Linked DNA regions of Sus scrofa: region 1 is linked to region 2. A link is a contact called in public HiChIP or PLAC-seq data. All regions are on one chromosome and are shown on one strand. Each heading gives the region's core, a stretch centred on a gene start, on an enhancer-like site or on the middle of the called end of the contact. The rest is flanking DNA. Distances are from core to core; before and after follow the strand shown. Region 1 overlaps MAP4K4 (mitogen-activated protein kinase kinase kinase kinase 4). Region 2 holds the start of MAP4K4 (mitogen-activated protein kinase kinase kinase kinase 4).

Region 1 (5,090 bases), core at 1,732-4,231, 65 kb before region 2:
TTTTTTGGCCACACCTGTGTAAGTCCCCAGGCCAGGGGCTGAACCCATGCCACAGGAGCAACCTGAGCCACTGCAGTAACAACATGAGATCCTTAAGCCGCTGAGCCACCAGAGAACTCCTCTGTTTTTGTTTTTGATTTTTTTGTCTTTTCGGGGCCTCACCCACAGCATTTGGAGGTTCCCAGGCCAAGGGTCCAATCAGAGCTGTAGCCACTGGCCTACGCCACAGCCACAGCCAACTTGGAATCTGAGCCACATCTTCAACCTACACCACAACTCACAGCAACGCCAGATCTTTAACCCAATGAGTGAGGCCAGGGATTAAACCCTCGTCCTCACGGATGCTAGTCAGGTTTGCTGACTGCCGAGCCACAACAGGAACTCCTATTCATGTTTTAAAGGAGGAAAAAGATGACACTATTTTTTTATTCCTTTAATTCACATATGAAGATATTTAAATACTGTGCAATGGTGCCCAAATGGGGCTCAGGAGTCAGGGGCCAGGAGAGAAGCCCCACTCCGCCTAGCACTGGGGGCGACCTCAGGCCAGTTCCTCAATCTTTTCCAGACATCGTTTTCTTCCTCTGCAAAATGAGGGCAAAAACAACCCTCTGCAACAGGGCCTGTTAACTATAAAAAATGAACACCTAGGCAGCTGGTTCTGGTGGAGAGCATCATGACTGGACTGGAGGGGGTGCAGTGGGACCACAGAATAACATTTACTCAGACTTCAAACAAAATGTGTAACCAGAATTATTCTCTTGAGACCCAGACTAATTAATACCACCTGTAACTACAATTAGCTATTGATATATGTTCTTAAAACCAAATCATATATCCCGTTTGGTTATTTTAATTATTGCAAGGTTAATGACCCATGTTTACCTACAATATAATTCTCAGCCTGAATTCCTCTCTTCAATCTTCCCTTGGCAAAATGTAGGGGAACTAATAGTCCCTGACTTCAAAGTAGAGAATCCTCTATCTTACAGTTTTCATTTCTGAATTTCTCCACTGAGCTGAGACAGAATTAGGGAAGGATTGGCTGGGGAACCGAGTGTTCCACCACAACATTACCAAGAGGGGCTAAACTACACGAAGCACGGTGAAGCCGGGGCTGACACAGCACTGGACTCCAGGTGGCATCCTGCACCAGACGGTGAATTTTATAAGTCGCTCATTGTAACAGCTGATCATTTACTCAGAACAAAGGATGCAACACAGAATTCTGCATGTTCCCGTCTTACTCCTCACATCACAAGTCCCCCCCGCCCCAAGTGTTCCTACACTTCTCCTGTGTCTTCACAGTACATGCCAACTTTAGAGTTATACCCACAGGATACACGCAATACTGAAATATCACTTGAGGCTTCACTAAAGCCCTCAGGCTGCACTTTCTCATCGGCTTGGAGGAGAAAGTTAAACGTTTCAGACACAAATCAAAAGGCAAGAGGTTTAGTGAGGCAAGGGTCCTGCTCCCTTCTGGGCTCCCGATCCGCCCACGGTCCTTCCCACGCATCACCAACCCAGCCTGCAATTAGGGTTTTCAAATTGCTCCTTACTGTTTCCCAGTCCTATAAGAAGCTGACTCTAAAATAACACTGCCCTTAAACCTGGAAATATTTACAGTATTGATATCAAGGCAGACTCTATGCAGCTTTGTGCCTCACTACAACTCTAATCTACTTTCTGAACCTGAATCACTTCTGCTGCCATGTCCTCAGCTCTGGCACAGAGGGCATAAGTCTTCATGCATATGTGGGAAGTCTTCTCCAAGGGCAGGGCTTGTTTTCCTTCTGGTTTTCCAAGTCTGTATACAATTACTAATTTGCCTGTGTTGAATATGCATTACCTATTTCATTCATTATTCATAATCCCTCTACATCTCCTTTAAAAAGAGGTGGAAGAGAAAACCCACTTTTAGAAAGTCTCCCTTTGAGGTTCCACTGGACACTATTCCTCACCAAAATGATGCAGCCAGGCCATCAACTCCAGCCCCCTCTTTCTTCCCAGGGATGCAGAGCTCTGCCTGTGGTTCAGCCCAAACCCCCTTCCCTTTCATCAACCCCCCCAAGAAGACAAATGTGTCAAAGGACTTGCTGCCCCAGGGAAGTTTCCCTCTTCAACTTACAGCCACAAGCATCCAAAATTAACCTACAGAACTGAAAAGGAACACTGAATTGAAACTCTTCAGGTCACAAATACACCAAGTCTTGCTTTCCTAAGATAAACCCATAATGTTAAAAATAAAAAAATTCTGATCATCTAAGTCAACTGCTCACTTGGTTACTAAACAGATGTATGACCCTGAAGAGTCCCCTAAATTCTCAGAAGGATGGCCAGCTCACCAGGAAATGTCGATGGCTCTGAGCTACTCCCCAGGTCAGCACTGTGCCTCACGGGGCACCGGTCCACACACCCGAGATGCACCTCGAACCACACAGGTGGGTCTGTGCTCCCATCCTGTAAGGGGACACTAGCCATACACAAGCGAATCTGCTGATGACTGAGAGAAAGAAAGGAAGGAAGGCAAATAGAGAGAGAAGGAAAAAAGTAAGAGGAGAGGGAGGGCAGGGGAGGAGCGGGAGTGCCAGGGTGGGGGCAGTGGCTATGTCACGCCGGGTGGTCAGGGAGGCCTCTCGGGTAACATGCCATTTGGGCAGAAGCGGGGAAGGTGATGGATGGCTTGCCCCGCAGGACCTCAAGAGCCAGCAATAACCCACACACGCCGAGAACCACACAGGCGGGCCACCAGCCCTCCCTCAGCCAGGGTGGCATCCCATGCCAGCCTCTACAGTGGTAACATGCTCTGTCCCCTCCTGTCAACAGCAGACACAGCGCCCCAAGGCCATCCCAGTGCAGCATGTCTCGCCCAGCACTTGGGAGGGCAGAAGCCAATCTGTGGGCAAACCAAGCCATTCCCAGCACTGCCCACTATCTCCTGCAAAGCTCTAGCCTCGGTGACAGGCAGAGGGCAGCAGAGGCAGGACCAGAGGCTCACGCCAAAAGAAGGTTGAAGATTTCTCCACTGACCACCTGACCACACCACTTCTCTTCAGCAAAACTCATCCTGGAGGCTGAGGTCTGAGGCTTCTATTGACAGAGTCTGGCTATGAATTTTCCACCCACGCCCTGAAAGCAATATTTCCTTTCTTTCTCTAAGGATAGTAGTCAGAGGAGAAAAGATGTGTCTGATTGAAAAATAAATCCCTAAAGTTAGGGTGGAGTTGCTGCACATTAGTATCTGCTATGCCCATTACTCAGGCTTACAAAATCCACTTACCAAATAGTAACAAAAGCCGACTAACAGCCATGTTAAAAACAGTCTGAGTGTCCGCTGCACTCTGACCTCTTCAGATTGCCCTGGTATCTTATTAAGGTGATTCTTTTGACGTCTAAGCCGGAAACTGCTCTCTAGATGCTAAGAGCAGGTTCTCCGAGGTAACTCACTGGCTAAAATGGACATCACATTTCCTTTGGTGGGTTTAGGGAGGGTGGGAGGGGGTTGGAGATGGTTGTGTTTTTTTTTTTTTTTTTTAATTGAACATTTCAAAAATCAAGAGCCTGCACATTTCTAAAGCTTCTCTTGAAAATCAGATTTGTTAAAGCTAGGTTAAAACGAAGTGCAGAGCTCAGCGGAGCCAAGGGTGCCCTCCTGGGCCAGTGGGAGGTCCCCAGCCACCCCCAGCCCACTTCTGGGCACTCGTGTGCATGGATTCTGTGTCCTTGAGCAGAGGCGACAGCGGTGCTCCTGCAACCCTGGCTGACAAGCAGTCACTGGGAGAGTTTTGGTGCTGTTGCTGGGTGTTTTTTGTCTGGTTTGTAATTATACATGCCTGGGCCCCACCCAAACCTTCTGGATCAAACCTCTAAGGAGGAGGCCTGGGCACCCGGATCTTGTAATCTCCCCTAAATAACTCGGAATAACTGCGACCAAGGCGCCCTGAGGAAGAAGGTCGCACAGACTCCAGCGTGCACCACCAAAGCCCTTCCTCAACAGAAAATGCAAAGGCCACAGAAGACCACCACCCTGGATCCCATGCTGTAACAGGTCCAGCTTCGTGCTGCAGCTAATAAATGCATGGCTGTTACCTCCTGGGCGTGGGAGACAAACACGTGCGCCCGGTAGCTGGGAGAAGTCCAAAAGAAACACCCCGGAGCAACTGCCCAATCCCCTCTTCAGGGGCCACGGCTAACTTTAGCACTGACATGGTCCTGAAAGAGGAATGAGCCTGGGAGGCAGGTGTGAACCAGGCTGGCCCTGGGCCAGTAGATGGTCTGCTTACCCTCCCCTCTCTGAGCTTCCAAAGTTTCTGTTTCAAGGGGGAAAATGGCCACCCATGGTAACTCCCTAGTGACCAGACTGCGGGTGAGGAGCCGAAAGCGAGACCCCAGCACCTGGCCCAGGGCCAGCACCGCGGGCCCCCAGTAAAGGGTTTTCAACAAATGCTCAGGAGGCCAACAAAGACTTGTGGCCACAGGTGCACATGTGACGGTCCCTCGGTGGCTGCAGACAACCCTTACTGCCACCTCCACAGGGGCTACAGCCTCCCAGGTCCCCAGCAGACCCACCAGGGACAAAGTGTGAGATCCAACCTTTCACAGGAAACACAATCGGGGGGAGCCTAAACAGACCCCAGCTGACTCACTGTGGGGCCTCTGGGTGGGCACTCGGGGCACGTCCTTTCCAGGGCAGGGGGGCAGCCACAGCATGTGGTGGTCCTGAAGGGACAGGCCAGTTCCCCCAGGAACCTCCCCTCACTGCCTGCACCGACGGGGGCCCTGGAAAGCCACTCACATGTGGACAGCTCCAGGGCTAAAACTAAGGGGGAGAGGTGCTGGCAACCCCTGTGTGCAGACAACCTGCAGACTTAGATGAAAACCAGGACACCTCAGCCCATCAGAATGATAAGCACAACTCAAGAGGGACCAAGCAGCGGTGAGAATGGAGGAACACACACAGCATCAGGAACTCTGGGAGAGGCCTGGGTCTGCCTGAGACATCTGTCTGGGGGTAGCCGCATTCCCCACTCTGTGCCTGGCACACCTGCCCCCCACACACCAAAGGAAAAGTCATTTTTATGCTTAAG
Region 2 (4,532 bases), core at 450-2,949:
TTTTAATGAGACAATGACAATTCTTCACAGCCAACCACAAAGCCCTGCTTCATAAGATATTTTTTTTCTGTCCCAATCTTGTACCCAGCTACAACACTCTAACAGGCTACAAAACACCCCCAGTGCAGATAACTTTGAGAAAGCTGTTCAGTAATAAGAAACAAATCAGGACTGGGGAGAATTTCACATTTGTTTCAAATTCTCAAGGCTTCCCCCTCAATTACCTACAGCTAACCCTCATTTCCAGAACAGCAGGGCTAGTCATATCTGGTGTCCAGGAAGTCTTCAGATTTGTTAGTTTCATTTACTGTTGGGGGCAAGTGGGGGGAGGGGGTGCTGTTAGAGAAAGACCTGGGGTGGGTGTGAAATCTGGGCATCCTCTTTGCTCAGAGGCTCTGCCTCTTTTCTGTTTCAATTACACACCTGTCAAACAGGTTATTCCTGGAATTTAGAGTGCATAATCCTCACACTGTAATTCTTCCTGCTCCTATTGCCCAAACACACATCCCTCCTGACTCCCCAAAACATGTACCCGTCAGTAGAATGTATGGTAGTTATGGAGTACTCCCAGGTAACACCACCAAACTCTGCTCCTCATTGAGCGCCTGGCCAGGATTCAAACGAGGAAACACGAAGACGATTCTCAAGGAGGCCAAAGCAGTGGTTTAGGATAATCACAGGCGAGGCCTGCCTATCCAGAATTTTAATTAACACACAAACTCAGAAGGCCAGATTTGGGAGAGACAGGGGGGAAAAAAAAATGTAGATTGATGCAAAAATGCTTTCCCATTTCCTTGAAAAAAAAAAAAGAAAAAGAAAAAAAAAAAAAGGTGCATGCCTAAGAGTGGAGCTTATTTCCTTATCTGAGAGCCAAGAAATGAGGTCTTTTAAGGCCAGTCTGAATATAAACTCTGCTGAAAACAGCGGGACGGCGAGGCCGGACCCCTCTTCCAACTTCGGCTGAGCCTCCGGGCGGCGGCGTGTCCAATCACCCTCCCCGTCGTCCCCGGATCAGAAGTTTCAACCCGTCCCCGGGAAACAAAGGAGGCGCCTGCACCGACCTTATAGACTTGTCCATAGGTGCCATTTCCCACCACTTCCACCAGCTCGAAAATCCCAGCCGGATCCTAAGGAAGAGAGGAGGATGGGTGAGCGTTGGAAAGCAGCACAACAATGAATAAAAGAAGCGGGGCAGCGGGAGAGAAAGGGCGGTGACCGAGGAGGTGGGCTTCGCCCGGCGCGAGGTGGCCGGCAACTGGGGGCCGCGATAGGGGCCCGGGGCGCGCGGGGTCGGGGTCCGGGCGGCGGCGCAGGCGGAGGGTCACGCCCCGGACCCCGCACACGCCGACTCGGGCAGACAAAGGGGCCGCCGCGCCCGCGGATCTGCCCACGGCGGCGCCCGAGCGCCCGGCCGGCCAGGGCGCGGCCCCGCTCCCGGCTCCCAGCGCCCCGCTCCCGGTCCCCCGGCCCCGCGGCGGCCACTCACCCGAAGGGAGGACAGGTCTATGTCCACCAGACTTTTCGCGGGGGAATCGTTCGCCATTTTCCCTTCTCGTCACCCCCAAATCGACCACAATCAATTCGTCTCTGGTGTGTCTCTCGGAGTCGCAGGCCCGGCCGGGTGGCGCGGGCCCGCGGGCGCGGCCGGGGGCGGCAGGCGGGAGCAAGCTCGGGCGCCGGGCGGCGGGCGGCGGCGGCGCTCACTCCATGGCCGGGGCGGCCGGCAGGCCCCCGGGCGTCGCCCGCGCCTCAGGCCCCGGCCCCGCGCCCCGCCGCGCGCCTGCACGAGCGGCCCGGAGCAGGGGCCGCGGCGCCGCCGAGAGTGGAGCCCGGAGCGCGAGGCCGCCAGACAAAGATGACCAGGAGGCGGAGGCGGAGGCGGGCGCGAGGCGGGGGGCGGGGGGCGGTGGCGGCGGGGAGGAGGAGAAACGGGACACCGAAAAGAGATTCTGAGGAGAGCCAACAGCTCCCCCTTTCCTCCTCCGGCAGGAAAAGCGGGCGGAAGCGCGCTCGCGCCTGGAGCCGGGCCGGGGGGGGGGGTCCGCGGCGCGGCGTGAATATTCAACAGGGGTGGGGCCCGGACAAAGGCCGCGCGGGAGCCGGGGTCTCGGGGCGGCGCGGGGGAGGGGGAGCACGCCCTTCCAGCACCCGCGACAAAGGCAAAGCGACCCGGACCCCCGGGCGCAGGGCCGGCCGACTCCTCCCTCCCGGAGCCCCGCCCCGCCGCGCCCGGCTCCGCCGCGATCCCCGCGGAGGAGGGTCCTCCAGGCGCCCTCGCCCCCGCTCTTCCCATCCCCTCCCCCACCCCCGGGTTCTAGTCGCTTAAGACCCTCATTTCCGGTTTCCCTACCTGGTTTCCTTGTCCTTTCTCTCCTTTTCCAGGCTACACCGAGGACCTGGTTAGGTTCGGGATTCACGGAGCATCATTTGTTTTGGCTGCCCGGTCCGGAGACTTTCGCTGGAAACTGAATCTCAAACAGCTCCTCTAATTGCCTTGTGTTGAGTACCTCGCTCAGTAAAGGTGAGCACCGTATTGGGAGCCAGAAGTGTTAACCCAAGTTTAGTGCCTAGAGATCACTGAGGATCCATCAAAGCTGGCTGCTTCCGGCAGCTTTGGCAGCCAGGCAGCAGTTAGGCAGTTTCATCCTATTAAACAAGAATATATGGTCTGCCCAACGGTCATTTGTGTCACATCACTCCACTGACAAAAACTTTCCGTGGCTTCCTATTACCTGCCAGACTGTGAATACAAGTTCTCAAACGTGAGCGCACCTTTGGAAAAACACTGACCGCCGACCCCACCTCCGGAGTCTGCAACGGATCACACTTTGAGAACTGGAGCCGCACTGGATGAAAACCCAAGGCCCTTCCAGAAAGGCTTCACAAACACGACCATCATTATCTACCAGTTCTTGGTTTACATGTAGTATCAATTTAATCTCTCCTTTAGCCCTAGGATGATGTTATCCTCATTTTAGAGAAGAGGAAACTCAAGTACTGAAAGAGAAGGAATTTTTCTAAATTCCTTAAAGGCATTTAAGCCTGGAAGTGGCACGGGGATTCTCACTAGCCTATCCCCAAAATCCAAATCTCTGACTCAGCCAAATTAGTCTTCTACCCAGAATGTTTAGCACTCTCCTGCCTCCCAACAGTTTGGTTTCCAAGATTTTCCACTATTGAGAATTTCTCAACAGGCTAAAATATCTTCAGGGAGTCCTAGAATCCATTGGTTAGGAAAATCGTAGTAGCCAAAGTCTCCCTATGAATTTAGTAGTGCTTTTAAATTATGTTGTTTTTTAATCTACCAACAGCAATGGAATTATCTATGAGTATAAATAATTTACACAGAGTTGGACTGGTGCACATATGACCTTTCAGACCATAGTACTAGTAATAAGATTTTAGGAGTTCCCACTGTGGCACAGTGGGTTAAGTATCCAGCTGCAGCAGCTCCGGTCACTGTGGAGGTGCAGGTTGGATTCTTGGCTCCACTGGGTTAAAGGATCCAGCGGCATTGCCGCAGCTGTAGCTTAGGTCAGAGCTGCAGCTCAGATTCAATCCCTGGCCTGGGAATTTCCATATGCCATGGGTTGGGCTATAAAAATAATAATAATAATTTAGTCGTATTTACTATTAATAATAGGTAACACATATGGGGTCCAAACAATGTGCTAAATCCTTTACATATACTATTTGATTATTCTTCACATTAGTCCCAAATGGTAGATACTCTTACTTTTCCCACTTTACACATTAGGAAACCAGCGTCCAAAGAAATCAATTGACTTGCTTAGTATTCACAGCTGAACCTAATGCAGAAACATACAGGCCCCCCAAGCCAGCCTCTGTCCATGGGTTCAAGACTCAATCCTAACCTCATGACACTGAGGCCCACCTCACACCACGCCCTTTGCCTAACCAAGTTCTCTTCATCACCTCAAGATCAATTCAGAAACCATCTCTTCCTTTTTCTTTTTTTCTTTTCGGTCATGCCCACACGGACATTCCAGGACCAGGAACTGAACCCTCTCCACAGAAGTAACCAGCGCCCCTTCAGTGAAAACACTGGATCCTTAACCCACTGCACCACCAGGGAACTCCAGAAACCATCTCTACAAGCTTTCTCTAAATCTCTCTCCCAAGCTGCTGTTTCCCATATCACCATTGTGATGGTTATTTCCCACTTTCAGTTCAGTACCTTTTCTTAAGTTCTTGCCCCAGTGCAAGGCACTGACTTAGCCACTGCCCAAGATATAGGAAAGATCAGGACAGCCTACCTTCAGACAGCTTATAATCTGCTAATGGGTGTAAGACTGTTTCATAAAAGCTATAGTTAAAGGAAGAACAGGATAAATTTTTTCTAGGGAGTTCCTGTTGTGGCGTTGCCATGAGCTCTAGTGTAGGTCGCAGACGCAACTCAGATCCCAAGTTGCTGTGGCTACCCTGGAAACCTCCATATGCCTCGGGTGGGTATAGCCCTAAAAAGACAAAAATAAATAAATAAATAATTTTTTCTAGATGGAAAGAACACT

Evidence for each region. HiChIP or PLAC-seq counts read pairs in DNA pulled down with a chosen protein or histone mark.
Region 1: an H3K27ac HiChIP or PLAC-seq map of alveolar macrophages shows a contact between it and region 2. The contact joins the enhancer-like site here to the promoter of MAP4K4 in region 2. A contact is called at or near these places in 2 of 5 promoter capture datasets (fetal skeletal muscle and liver), 20 of 47 Hi-C or Micro-C datasets (alveolar macrophages, brain, embryonic fibroblasts and 12 more) and 2 of 2 datasets of contacts at active chromatin or transcription factors (alveolar macrophages and skeletal muscle).

What each region holds. Positions count from the first base shown.
Region 1 is chr3:52,581,235-52,586,324 of Sscrofa11.1, forward strand. All of the region lies in intron 2 of MAP4K4 (mitogen-activated protein kinase kinase kinase kinase 4), which reads right to left. Among named protein-coding and RNA genes, the nearest start is that of MAP4K4, 66 kb to the right of the region's middle. Within about 2 kb of position 2,982, at least 11 of the 83 cell types and tissues checked have an H3K27ac peak or open chromatin away from gene starts, as enhancers often do. A contact at or near this core is called in alveolar macrophages and retroperitoneal adipose tissue, where this site is marked.
Region 2 is chr3:52,647,781-52,652,312 of Sscrofa11.1, forward strand. It overlaps MAP4K4 (mitogen-activated protein kinase kinase kinase kinase 4), which reads right to left and starts at 1,700. Exons shown (of 29, transcript XM_021087163.1): 1 at 1,487-1,700; 2 at 1,062-1,127. The coding sequence starts at 1,543. LOC106509759 (a long non-coding RNA gene) reads left to right here and starts at 865. Exons shown (of 3, transcript XR_001307587.2): 1 at 865-1,148; 2 at 2,383-2,521; 3 at 4,011-4,189.